Linked DNA regions of Triticum aestivum: region 1 is linked to region 2. Evidence: chromatin contacts called from public Hi-C data. All regions are on one chromosome and are shown on one strand. Each heading gives the region's core, a stretch centred on a gene start, on an enhancer-like site or on the middle of the called end of the contact. The rest is flanking DNA. Distances are from core to core; before and after follow the strand shown.

The links. A called contact is a pair of places that touch in the nucleus more often than the background predicts.
Region 1: a Hi-C map of leaf shows a contact between it and region 2, with 2.9 times the contacts expected there. The contact joins the promoter of LOC123181467 here to the promoter of LOC123181465 in region 2. A contact is called at or near these places in 2 of 5 Hi-C or Micro-C datasets (both in leaf).

Annotation. Positions count from the first base shown.
Region 1 is chr1D:279,757,538-279,763,596 of IWGSC CS RefSeq v2.1, reverse strand. LOC123181467 (transcription factor MYC2) reads right to left here and starts at 2,372. Exons shown (of 1, transcript XM_044593726.1): 1 at 1-2,372. The coding sequence starts at 2,156. The coding sequence ends at 69.
Region 2 is chr1D:279,418,168-279,424,184 of IWGSC CS RefSeq v2.1, reverse strand. LOC123181465 reads right to left here and starts at 3,521. Exons shown (of 9, transcript XM_044593724.1): 1 at 2,383-3,521; 2 at 1,769-1,930; 3 at 1,486-1,678.

The DNA of each region.
Region 1 (6,059 bases), core at 1,123-3,622, 340 kb before region 2:
CGATCATACGGTGGTGAGTAATAGGATCACGGTTTCATTGCTACTACCTGGTGGATGGCATTCGGTCATTACCGGATTTGCATCGCGGTGCCCGGCTCGGCGAGGCGGCCGTAGAGCGCCGCGTTGAGCTGGTCCTGGGAGTAGACCCGGGTGGCCATCTTCACCGCCACCTGCTGGATCATGATGTCCTTCACCACGGACACGCTGGCGTGGTACACGTCCAGGTCCAGCTCCCGCAGCGCCGTCATCAGCTTCGCCGCCGGGTGGTTGCGCTTGTGGCACTGCACGCGGATCATCGCCTCCAGCCCCAGGATCTTGGCCTCGATCTCGACCGCGTGGCACCGCGCCCCGTTGTCGTGCATCCCCGACGACGGCGCGGCCGGCCGGGCGTCGCGCTCCTTCTTGAGCGCCTCGATTTGGGAGTGGAGCGTCTCCTTGTCCGACTCCAGCGCCGTCATCTTGCCGCGGAGCTCGTTGATGTAGGAGATGGCGTCGCCCAGCAGCGAGGCCTTGTCCATCTTGGACACGTTGGGCACCACGGCGCGGAGGGCGTAGAACCGCTGGTTCAGCTTCTCCCGCCGCTGCCGCTCCGCCTCCACGTGGTTCAGGGGCTCCTCGCGCCCGTTCGCCGGCTTGCGCCCGCGCTTGCGCGGCCGCTTCTCCTCCGGCGGAGGCACCACGCGGCTGCTCTCCACCTCGCGGACCGACGCCTCCAGGTCGGAGTGGTCGGACTCCGACTTGGCTGGCGCGCCCGTGCCGGTGGACGGCCGCGTCGTCGGCGCCGACGAGAAGGACAGCATCCCCTCGTTGGCTGTGGCGTTCTGGTGGTGGTTGGTGTTGCTCGCGCGGGAGGTGGCCTCCATGGACCGCTTCGGGTTGTTCTTGGCGTCGTTTGACGGGGCCGTCACAGTCGCCGTGTGCTGGGAGAATAGGCTCCCGGGCGCGGTGGTGAGGCTGGCCGTCGCGGCGGGGGGCGCCGGCGAAGGGTTCCTCCGGCTGGTGCTGTCAGCGCCAAAGTTTAGGATCTCACCAGACTCGGGCTTGAAGAAAGGCGGGGTCACCGTGACGGATGCGTTGGACGCGAAATCTGAGAAATTGAGCTCCCGGCGGAAAGGACCCTGGTTGTGCTGGTGCTGGAGCTGGAGCTGGTGCTGATGCTGGAGCTGCTGCTGGTGCTGGTTCTGCCTCTGCGCCGCCGCAGCCGCCTGCTGGGGCGGAGGCTGCTGCGCGTGCACGGAGAGACTGGGGTTCTCCGTGAGCGTGCTGGTGCTCCCGTTCTCGAAGTGATGGATCTGCGGCGGTTGTGGCGGCGGCGGTTTGGAGACGGAGATCTCGACGGACGGCGGCGACTCCTTCATGTCCCCGGCCGGCGCGTCGGCGAGCCAGAGCACGGACGGATCCGTCTCCGCCTCCTGCGGCGGCGGCGCGATGGGCGGCCAGGATCCAGAGCCCCCTCCTCCGCCGTTGAGGTTGAAGAGCGAGCGGATCCTCCCCAAGCTATCGTTGGTCTGGAAGATGACCTCGGTGGCGCCGAGCTCGAGCACGCCGGTGCCGAGGGGGATGCAGACCATGGTGCGGAGGCCGAAGGTGTAGGCCTGCCTGGCCCGCTCGCAGGGCGCGCTGGCGAGCCCCGTGGCGATCCAGGTGGCCTGGCCGGCGAAGAGCGCCTGGCCCGGCAAGCCCATCCCGTTGGGGAAGGACTGGGTCATGGAGACGAGGAAGAACCACTCGGTGTCCGTGACCTCCTCCTCGACGGCCTCGTCGGGCGCGGCGGCGCCTCCCCCGGCTATGAGCGAGTTGAGCTCCCGGAGGACGCGCTTGCGGTGCTCCTGCTCGGCGGCGGAGGCCGGGGTGGGCTGCTGGCGGCGCTTGTCGGCGTCGTCGCAGCCCTTGTAGTAGCCGTCGCCCCAGCCGAGGAGCGAGGCGCCGGCGTCGGTGGAGGACTGCCAGAAGATGGCGTAGGTCCAGGTCTCCCTGGAGCCCTCGATGATGGCCTGCAGGCGCTGCTGCAGCGTGTCCTGGTTGAAGGCCGGCTGCTGCGGCACGGCGGCCGGCGGCGGCGGGGTGGCCGCAGCGCCCCAGGGGAAGGCCGGCATGTCGGCGGAGGCCATGAAGGCCTCCATCATGGAGGCGTTGTCGTCCGTCCACAGGTTCATCGGGCCGGGGCCGGGGTCCGGGGAGGGGAAGGAAGGGGAATGGATGGGAGGGAAAGCAAGCGCGGGGGGAGGGTGGGTGGAGAGAGAGGAGGAGATGGGAAAGGTGGGAATGGATTGGTGGGGAGGAAAGATGGGAGGCGAGGCCCAAAGTAGTAAATTGTGCGGGTTTGGTCGCCGTCGACGTCTCCGCCCGCCGATGCGTCGCTCGCTCCCCCGCTGCTTATTTAGCTGGCCGGGGTAAAATAGGGGAATCACTGCACTGATTTGTGCTGCTCTGCTGTTCTTGCAGCAGCTGCCGTTTCTTCTCTCTTTCCTCCTCCTTGTTGGCTGCCCGAATTTTGGGGTAACCGCCGTGTTCGTGGCCTCCTGTCTCGAGCGAGGGCCCGGGTTGTCAGTGACCGATTTAACCCATTAATCGGATTTAGCCTCCCCTGCTTTGGGGTATCCAGTATGGATGGGCCCGCCTGTCAGCCACCAGTGATTTATTTTATTGTGGGGTTTGTCTGTGTAAATGAGTTACTCCTCTTTTTAATTATAAGTTCCTCAAGCAAATACTCCCTCCTTTTTAATTATAAGTCCCTCAAACAAATAGTCCCTCCGTTCCTACGTCTTTTTAGACATTTCAATAAGCGACATACGAAGCAAAATGAGTAGTGAATCTACACTCTAAAATATGTCTATATACATCCATATGTAGTTTGTATTGAAATATCTAAAAAGACTTATATTTAGAAATGGAGGGATTATTTTGCAATCACGACACGAAAAAGAGTCGTACGGGGGAACAAGGTAAACAAGCAAAATTTCACTCTAAGCATAGGGGGGCGACCGAAAATCCAGAGCATGTGACCGTTAGATTTCTTTTCCGTAAATGTGGGTGGTATCTTTGGGTTGTGTTAATTCACATTTATGACGTCCTTAGCTGGTACGTAGTGGTTCACTTCTCTTACAAAGAGATAAGATCGTATTATCATCATATTATTTGGTGGTGATAATGCACTTTCCAAATTTCTGCCAGCGAATTAAACACGATGAATAAATCGATCGTAGTGCAGGCAGAACAGGGATACCGAAGATCCAGAGCATGTGACCGTTAGATTTCTTTTACATAAATGAGCGATATTTTTGGGTCATGTTGATTCGCATTTATGACGTCCTTAGCCGATATGTGATGAATCGTTTCCCCTATGAAGAGATAAAATCACGGTGCGTTGTATCATTTGGTAGCAATAATGCATTTTCAAATTTTTGTCGATGAATTTAACGACTTCGCGATCACGATAAAGTCACAAGTGGTAACAAGAGGAATAAGCCGATTCTCAATGGAAGAATAGCGGGTGACCTTTAGATTTCTTTCTGATAATGAGTGTAGCATTCTTGGGTCATGTTACCTGGTATGCTAGGAACCACTACTCACACGAAGAGATAAAATCGTGTTGCTCCGCCTTATTTGGTATTTATAATGCACTTCCAAATTTCTGGGGGCGAATTAAGGACTTTACAATCATGATAGAGTTGCAAGTGGGTACGAGACAAAATAAGCCTATTCCTAGTGGAAGCATAGTGGGTCGATCAAAGATCCAGTGCATCTCACCATTAGATTTCTTTCCATAAATGGGTGTGGTATTTTTGGGTCGTGTTATTTACGGTGTCCTTAGCCGGTATGTTGTGAATCGCCTCTCATATGAAGAGATAAAAATCACATTGCATCATATTTTTGTAGTGATGAAACACTTCCACATTTCTGCCGGCGAATTCAATCATGGTAGAGTTGCAAGTGTGAATGAAAAGAATAATCTAATTCTCAGTATGAAGCATGGCAAGGTGAGTAGAGATCGAGAGCATGTAAGCATTAGATTTCTAAATGAGTGAGGTATTTTTGGGTGATGTTAATTTACACTTGCGACGTCCTTAGTTAGTATGTTGTGTATTGATTCTTATAAAAAGTGATAAAATTCCAGCGCACTGTAATATTTGTTACTGATATACTGATAATGCACTTCCAAATTTATGCCAATGAATTAAGGACTTTACAATCACGGTAGAGTCGTATGTGGGAAGATGACGATTAAGTTGATTCCTAGTGGAAGCATAGCGGGGTGACCGAAGATCCGGAGCAAGTGACCTTTAGATTTCTCTCTGTAAATGGGTGGTATTTTTAGGTCATGTTAATTTGCATTGACGACATCCTTAGTTGGTATGCGGTGAATCGCCTCGCCTACAAACAGATAAAATCACATTGCAATGTATTATTTGGTAGTGATAATAATGATCTTTCATATTTCTATCGGTGAATTAAGAACTTTACAATCATGGTATGGAAAAAGAGTCACAAGTTGGAATGGAGCAAATAAGTCAGATTTCAGCGGAAGCATAGCGGGGCGACCGAAGGGCCATAGCATATGGCTGCTATATTTTTTTTTTACTTTTTTTGTAAATGAGTGTGGTATTTCTAGATTGCGCAATTCGCATTTGCATCGTCCTTGGCTGGTGCGTAGTGAATCGTTTTTCCCATGAAGAAATTAAATCATGTTGCACTGTATTATTTTTATTTTATTTTTGAAATGAAAGGTAGATGTGTTGCACTGTATTATTTGGTAGTGATAATGCACTTCCAATTTCTGCTTGGGACTTGTGGACTTCTACAATCACTCTGTGAAAAAACGCTAGTGAGAATGAGGCGAATAAGGCATATTTTGAAGGAAGCATACTCGGGCGACGGGAGAGCGAGAGTTTACGACCGTTAGGTTATGCAAAATAACAAAGGGTGTGTTTAGGACACATCTAGGTGTGCTCTAGTTATTGCACATCTAAATGAGTGAATCAAGCACAAAAGAGGAAAAGAAAAAAGAAAAAGAAAATTTCCACACAAATTTTAACGTAAGATCAATGACATAGAACTTAGATATGCAATACTTATATTAGCAAAACTGAATAACAAAACAAAGTGTTAACAAGTTTGTCCATAGAAAACAAAGAGCTACCGTGCATTGGATCAAGTAGGCTAGCCAGTACCATGGGGAAAAGCATGCAAGCAAGAAGAAGGTCTGTAGTAGCAGGATTAAACAACGACCGTTCATAGCCATGAAGGAAAGACATGTCACCGGCGTTCCAGCTTTGCGTTGCAGGCTCTAGGTAGAAAGGTACACTTTAGGTTGTGGTGCTTTGTGCATAGCCACTCAAAGTTAGAGCAACTTCAATGGGGCGATTCATTTTGTCCACGGCCGTCTGTTTGGGTCGGCGCGGATAAAAAAGCCGGCCCAACGCGCCGACCCAAACGGACGTGCATCCGCTTTCATCCGTCTGCCGACCCATTTTCGGCCCATTTTTGAGCCCGATTTGCGTCGGCGCGGACACACGACGGACGCGCGCGCGCTCGCCCTCTTTCCTCACCAGGTCCGCTGGTCGGTGGCACATTGGATCCACACCCTCGCCCGCCTGCTTCGTCGCCGACGCCGCCGGCCATTTTTTCAGATAAAAATGGATACATACATAGTTCTAGCGTACACAGATAAAAGCAAAGACCACTACTCGTCGCTTTCTGACTCAGACTCGGTAATGTCCTACTCTGACGTCTGAATGTAGGCGTCAGCATGTTGCTCGTCTTCAAAGTCCCAACCCGACGTTTCTCGTAGCTTCAGTTTCAGTTGAGTTGCCTGCTTCCGAGAACGCCTGTCCTCCCGATAGGCGGCTCGCTCCCTCCTCCTCGCGTCCCTCTCCAACCTCCTTTGCTTGTAGAACTGGCGCTCGTCGACGATGTCCTGCGGGAAGCGTTCGCGCCACAGCACCAAGGTTTTCACGTCCATCTCGGCGATGGCGAGGCGACGCTGCCGCCTCCGATGGACACGACGGTCCTCGTCGGTGAAAAGCCGCTGGAGAGGCGCCAGATCCTGCGCCCGCTGG
Region 2 (6,017 bases), core at 2,272-4,771:
TTTCGCCTGGCCTGAGTCCGAGCAATCCCATATCTACCAGATCAGGATCCGAAGATGCCGGAGTCAACATGCTTGTCGACCGCTACCTCAGAAGGAGGGTGGGGCTGCACCTGCCGCCGACAAAAATACGAGCTTTGCAACCGATGGCATGGTGGATGGGGTTGGAGAGGCAGCAGGGCAGAGAGCCGACACGGGTGGTAGGGTGGCGGCCGGCGCCGCCGGCAAACCGGAGCCGGAAGGGGGCGCAGCTCCGTGTTGCTGGAGGCGTAGCCACCAGGACCGGCGAACCGAAGATGCTGGAAGGGACGCAGCAACTTGTTGGCCGGGGCCGAGACCGCGCCAGTGGAGACACCGGCAGACCAAGCACACTGGAGAACGCAGGTCCGTGGACGTCGGGACTGGAGCAGTGCCGACCAAGAACCACCGTGAAACTTCAGCCGCCTGCCAAAGGACGCCGTGACCACACATACGCAAGTTGTTGCCGTAGCTCGGAGGAGGCGCCGTCAGGGACGGAGGGTGGCTTGCACCGAGGCAAGACCGAGCCCCGGCCTGCCCGGCCACCTCACCCAAAGGCCTCACCCGCCCCAATCAGCAGCAGCAAGAGCTGCGCCCACGGGAGACAGGAGGCAAACGGGGGAAGGTCACCGCGGGCAAGGTCGCGCCGCCGCGCCGGAGCGGCAGGAGGGGGCCGTAGCAGCTGGACGGGAGGGAGAGCCCATGGGACGCCAGATCCGATCTGGGGCCATGGGAGGAAGGGGGGCTCCAGCGCGAGGTGGTGGTGGTAGGGCGGGGCTCCAGGGGACCCAGCCGGGGCAACACCACCGCGGGTGAGGAGCGCCGCCGCCGCCGGGGAGCCGCCGTCGAGGAGCCGGCACCACATCATGCCCGGGGGGGGTGGATCCAGCCGAATCGCCCCGCCGCCGCCCTCCTGGGAGCCGACGCGGGCTTCGCTGGCCGCTCCTCCGGTGGCGGCGAGGTGGGGAGGGGGCGGCGGCGCTCGATCTAGGGTTCCCCCGCCGCCACCAGGGAGGGCTACGCGGGGGACGCGGCGCTTGACACTATTCAACTTAATCTACTTATTGTTGAACATGTAAGGACACTTCCTTAAATTGAAACTGATAAAAAGGCTTAACTCGCTCTTTTGCAGGCCTATTAACATTCGCTGTTGTGCAGTGTTGCTGTTGTGGGTCCAGGTAATGTATGGTGGCACTAGCAGTCAAAAGGATGCACAATGGTGCAAGATGATATAGCATGCAGTGCTGCTTGGACCTAGCTTTAGATTCTTATTGAAATATGATATGGAATTGTTTCCTTGCTAGCTTCACAAAATGTTGGAATGTCCACTTTTCCAAATTTAAAATATCCTTTACTTTGTCTAAACTAATTGATACCTTCTTCCGTCGGTATTTACACAAACATGCTGACTACAGGAATTTTATGAGGAAGAAACATAATAATCAGTGTGGAGTGGTAATAGTTACTTACAATCAGACCACACATCGTTCTGTTGGTTGTCAATATTCTCAGGAGGTACTCCAAGGCTGACAAGGATCTTTACAATTTGGTGAATCCTTTCATCTTCCTTGTGACACTTGATTTCGACTACTTTAAGATTCTTTGATACCAAGAATTGTTTTCTTGGATTGTAGCTTGCATTTTTTCCATCCATAGATTGTTTCTGTAGAAAACATAATAGCTAAGTGAAATCAACCAATTGCAATTGTGACTTCAAACACAAAAACTGGTGTAATTAGAAAACATATAGTACCTCACGAAGTCTAAGTTGAAGGGTAAGCCTCTCTAGAATTGGTGAGTGCTGAAGAAAGTAAACCAGTCCACCGAAGTCAGCAGCCAGGCACCACTCATTGAGAAACAATGTTTTTAACTTGCTAAACGTATGGCACCATTTAAAATCCCTGGTGCAAATAATCTGGATAAAGTGGAGAGGATTAAATTCTACTTGAGGTCTAACTTTGTAAGTATTTGATTTAGTAACGCTGAATGGAATAGAAGCTACCAGCAGGGTTCCAGATTTGCAAGTTTCTGGTTTAATCAGAAATAAACTAAGCTGTACCATCTAATGTGGCAAAGATTAATGTGTACTATAAAAATAAATATTAATCTTATGCTTTTGGATAGTATAAACATCAGAAGTATAGACTAGCAACGAAGAACACACAGATGCTGATATGCATAATGTACTGTCATTGCACGAACCAACTATTAGGTGATGTCTACAAAGAAACATAATGGTTCAAATGCGAATTGGCAACATACATGCAATGCCCATAAGCAGCCTCCCTAAGATGTTTCTATGATGGATACAAATGTACAGGACCAGATGGCAATCAACCCTAGGAGACAGTGAACGTGAAAGCATACCGCTTGAGGAGCACTTGTCAACTTCAAATTTGTAGCGTCACATAGACCTTTTAGAAGCACACAGTCATCGCCATGACAGAGGCAAGAAGGACATAGCTCATCATCACAGTCCCCATAGTAACCACCATTAAGACAATGATCATAACACGCTTGACGTTCACACCATTCTTCATCAAACCTGACAAGTGCCGTTACCAATAACGGCATGCTCTCAAGGGAAGGAGTCCAACCCAAATTGTCAACTAGTTAAGGCAGTGAGACTTGGGCAAGAGATACGAGTGCGGCCATACAGGTCAAAACGGCATATCTCCATAGTTAGATGCCTTAACGATTTGCACAAGATCTTCTCGGCGCTGATTTTACAATCATACATCTTTAATACCTCTAGCATTGGGCAGCTTGAAAAATTCAGAGTGTGTTCCTCAAATTTCATACCAGCGAAATCTAATACTGTCAGGTGCTGGCAGATGAGAGTCACGTTGGGTAGCTGCAGACGCCGACTGTAAACTCGGAAGCACCCAAACTCGAAGCACCCGAACATGGCAGGATGCCGCATATCGGAGCCACAGCTCAACGTTGAGGGGTGCCGATGGGTCGTCGAGGTAGGTTCTGATATCGACCTCATGCAGCGGCGCCCGGTCGCGGAGGAGAAGCAGCGAATTAACAAACCAGAGCTCTTCCTCCCCTTCTCTATCGATGGGCACCGGCACCATGACGCGCACCACGGGCACGGACTTCCAGAGGTGGCGCCAGCAGCGAGCGAGCACGCATGTGCAGACGGACTCGCGCGAGGTAAGGAACGACAGCACGCGGCGGAGGAGATCGTCCGGGAGGGCGCCGATGCGGTCCTCCCCGCCGGGCGCCACGCTCTCAGGCATTCTGTCGAACAGGCAGCCGGCGTCGGATCGGCTTGGGGTTGGAGCCGAAGATGGTACGAGCGATATCGACCAGGCGGAGATGGGTGCGCGGAGGCTGAGAGTGACGGAGGATTCAGGCGGAAACGGGCGAGGAAGGGGGCGACGGCGGGTGCTCGTCGGCGTAGGCCGTGTCGCTGCCCGTGGAGTCGAGTGCGGTGCCGAAATGTGCGGTGCCGAAATGTGCGGTGGGCTCTGAACCCTTTTTTTTTTAGCTAAAGGCTCTGAATCCTGGGTGCCCCTATGTCTCGCTTACAGCAAGACAGAGGGCAGCCCCATCGCGTCGGGGGAGCTCTACATGGGCCGCCGCACAGCCCCGCGGGAAGCTCCAGCCTCCTTTTTCTAATTTTTTCTTTCTGTTCTCTGTTTTCTGTTTTCTGTTTTGCTTTTTTTGTTTACTTTTGTTTATACTTTAAAATATTCTAGATATGTATATCTATGTGAATTTGGAGAAACATATGTGTTTGAGATGATTTGAGAGTGCCCTTACCGGCCGTGTAGGTCCACGGTAATTCGATTGTTCTGATTTGTGTTCCTTTTTGAGTTAACGGAGATGTATTTTCACTATTAAGTGTAATAATTAATAACTATTGGATGTGTTCCGCAACGCGGTACACGATGAGTGAAATTTTCCTTGAATGAGGAGAAATGCCTTCGAATTACTAAGTTTTATTTGGTTGTCTGTTTCATGTGTTAGTTCTGTATTGTACCAATGTTCATTCAAATGAAAATGCAAGGTACTACAATGATGAATTTATGATATTTCCATAAAATTAATAAAATATAGGACATTGAAATGTAGGGGGGTTGAGGTTTAGAGGTCTGCTGGAGTTAAAAAAATTGTAAGTGAGGATCTTTATAGGTGAGTCCCTATGCTTTGATTGATGGGAAATGTTTTAGGGGACCTATGAGAGTTTCTCTGACTCCGGTTCATGACTCCTTGGAAATCCTCCCAACCATTCCCGTTTATGCTAAACAACATATTTTGTTACCCTTTTAATTATTATTATTTTCAAATTTTCTTTAGTGAATTCAACTTCATCATAAAAATCGAGTTTTGCTTCGAGCACGCCCATGACGGCCACACAACAAGAGCCGGCAAGGAGGCAGAGTTCATAAAGTACATGTTCGACTGCGACAACCCCAAGCATGTGTCCGCGTACCTGATGACGAGGTGACCAGGTGAATACGACTCATGAGAGTGCGAGCTTTGAAAGAGTATAAGTAGAACACATATTAGTCGCAAGGGGGCGCAAGAATTTTATTTCTCCTGTTGCAATGCACGAACATATTTACTCCATTAAACATAAATAAAATTAGTAAGACTTCTTTTATATTTGAGAGACGTGCGTTGCACGTGCATGCTTACTAGTGTATATATATATATATATAGGGAAAATCCATCCTACCATCCAGTGGTAGTTACCCCACATGTCTCATATACTATCATATGGTACTATATATACTATTTTATTATTTTAAATATGTTCATATGCTATATCTAAGCTATTTCAAATCAAGTTACATGAAAAAATTGCATATGAGCCCATAGTTTTTGTTATATTTGTGAAATACATACATATTTGTACGTAAAAAAGAGCATACTCAAAAAATGGTACATACTACCTAAAAAATAGTATATATACTACCTAATCATTGTTATATACTACATACTACACATACATACTCTCGGTTTCGACAGATACTACATACAAGGGGGCGCAAGAATATATATATATATATATATATATATATATATATATATGTATATATGACAAATGTTTCCTACAAGCAGTGGTAGTTACCACCACTTGCATTTTGTATGTTGTGGTTACTCCCACGCAACCACGGCGACTCCACACCTCCCGCCGCCCCCACCGCAGATCTAGCCGCGCCGACCTCGCGGCATGCCTCCACGGCGGCGAAGACTGAGTCGGGCAGCCGAGGCCCCTCCCCCTTCCCCCGTTCGATTTCCTCCCCAAGTTCAGGAAGCCTTCGCGGAGTTGGTGAGATTGATCTCACCGCTTCCGCAGGCGATAGCCATGGCGACGGGGGGATCGGAGATGGGTGGAGTGAGCGACCAGGATCCGCGACGCTGCGGCGGCATGGATCTGGCGGGTTCAGGAGTGGAAGGCGGCGGATTAGGCGGTGGCGGCGAGGGATCCAGAAACACGAGCTGCGGCGGTCAGGTACGCAGAGACTTGCCGCCTGCGAGCAGAGGGAGAATTGAGGATCCTGGCGAAGCGGATCTTCGACGAGGCCACGGTGGCGGAGAGGCTGAGGATGCCTCCCTACCCTCACTCACAATTGGTTGCGTTCGTGGCGTGGGCGAGGACAGAGGCAAAATCAGAAGATCCACGGCGGGCGCTGCGGTGGGAGGGCCTGCTGGGGGTGATACCATCAGGTGCGCCGCTGCAGAACATCTCGTCCTGGTCACCGCCGTCCATTCGGGATTGAGCCCATCTGGAGATACAAAACCACTTCTCCGCCGCGACATGCGTGAACCGCCTTGGTTCGGAGACCGTGGCGAGGTTCCACCAGGCGCTCGTTCGAGGATGCGTGAGGGGATTTGTATCCCAGGAAAGCAGATTTGTGCTACGATCTCACAGCCGCCGATGGGGTTGAAGACAGTAGAAATGAGGCAGAGCTTGTGCTCGGGGTTTCAAGATTCCTCGTCGGCGGCGAGGTCCAAGTTGCCGGAGTTGGGGGGGGGGGTTTCCC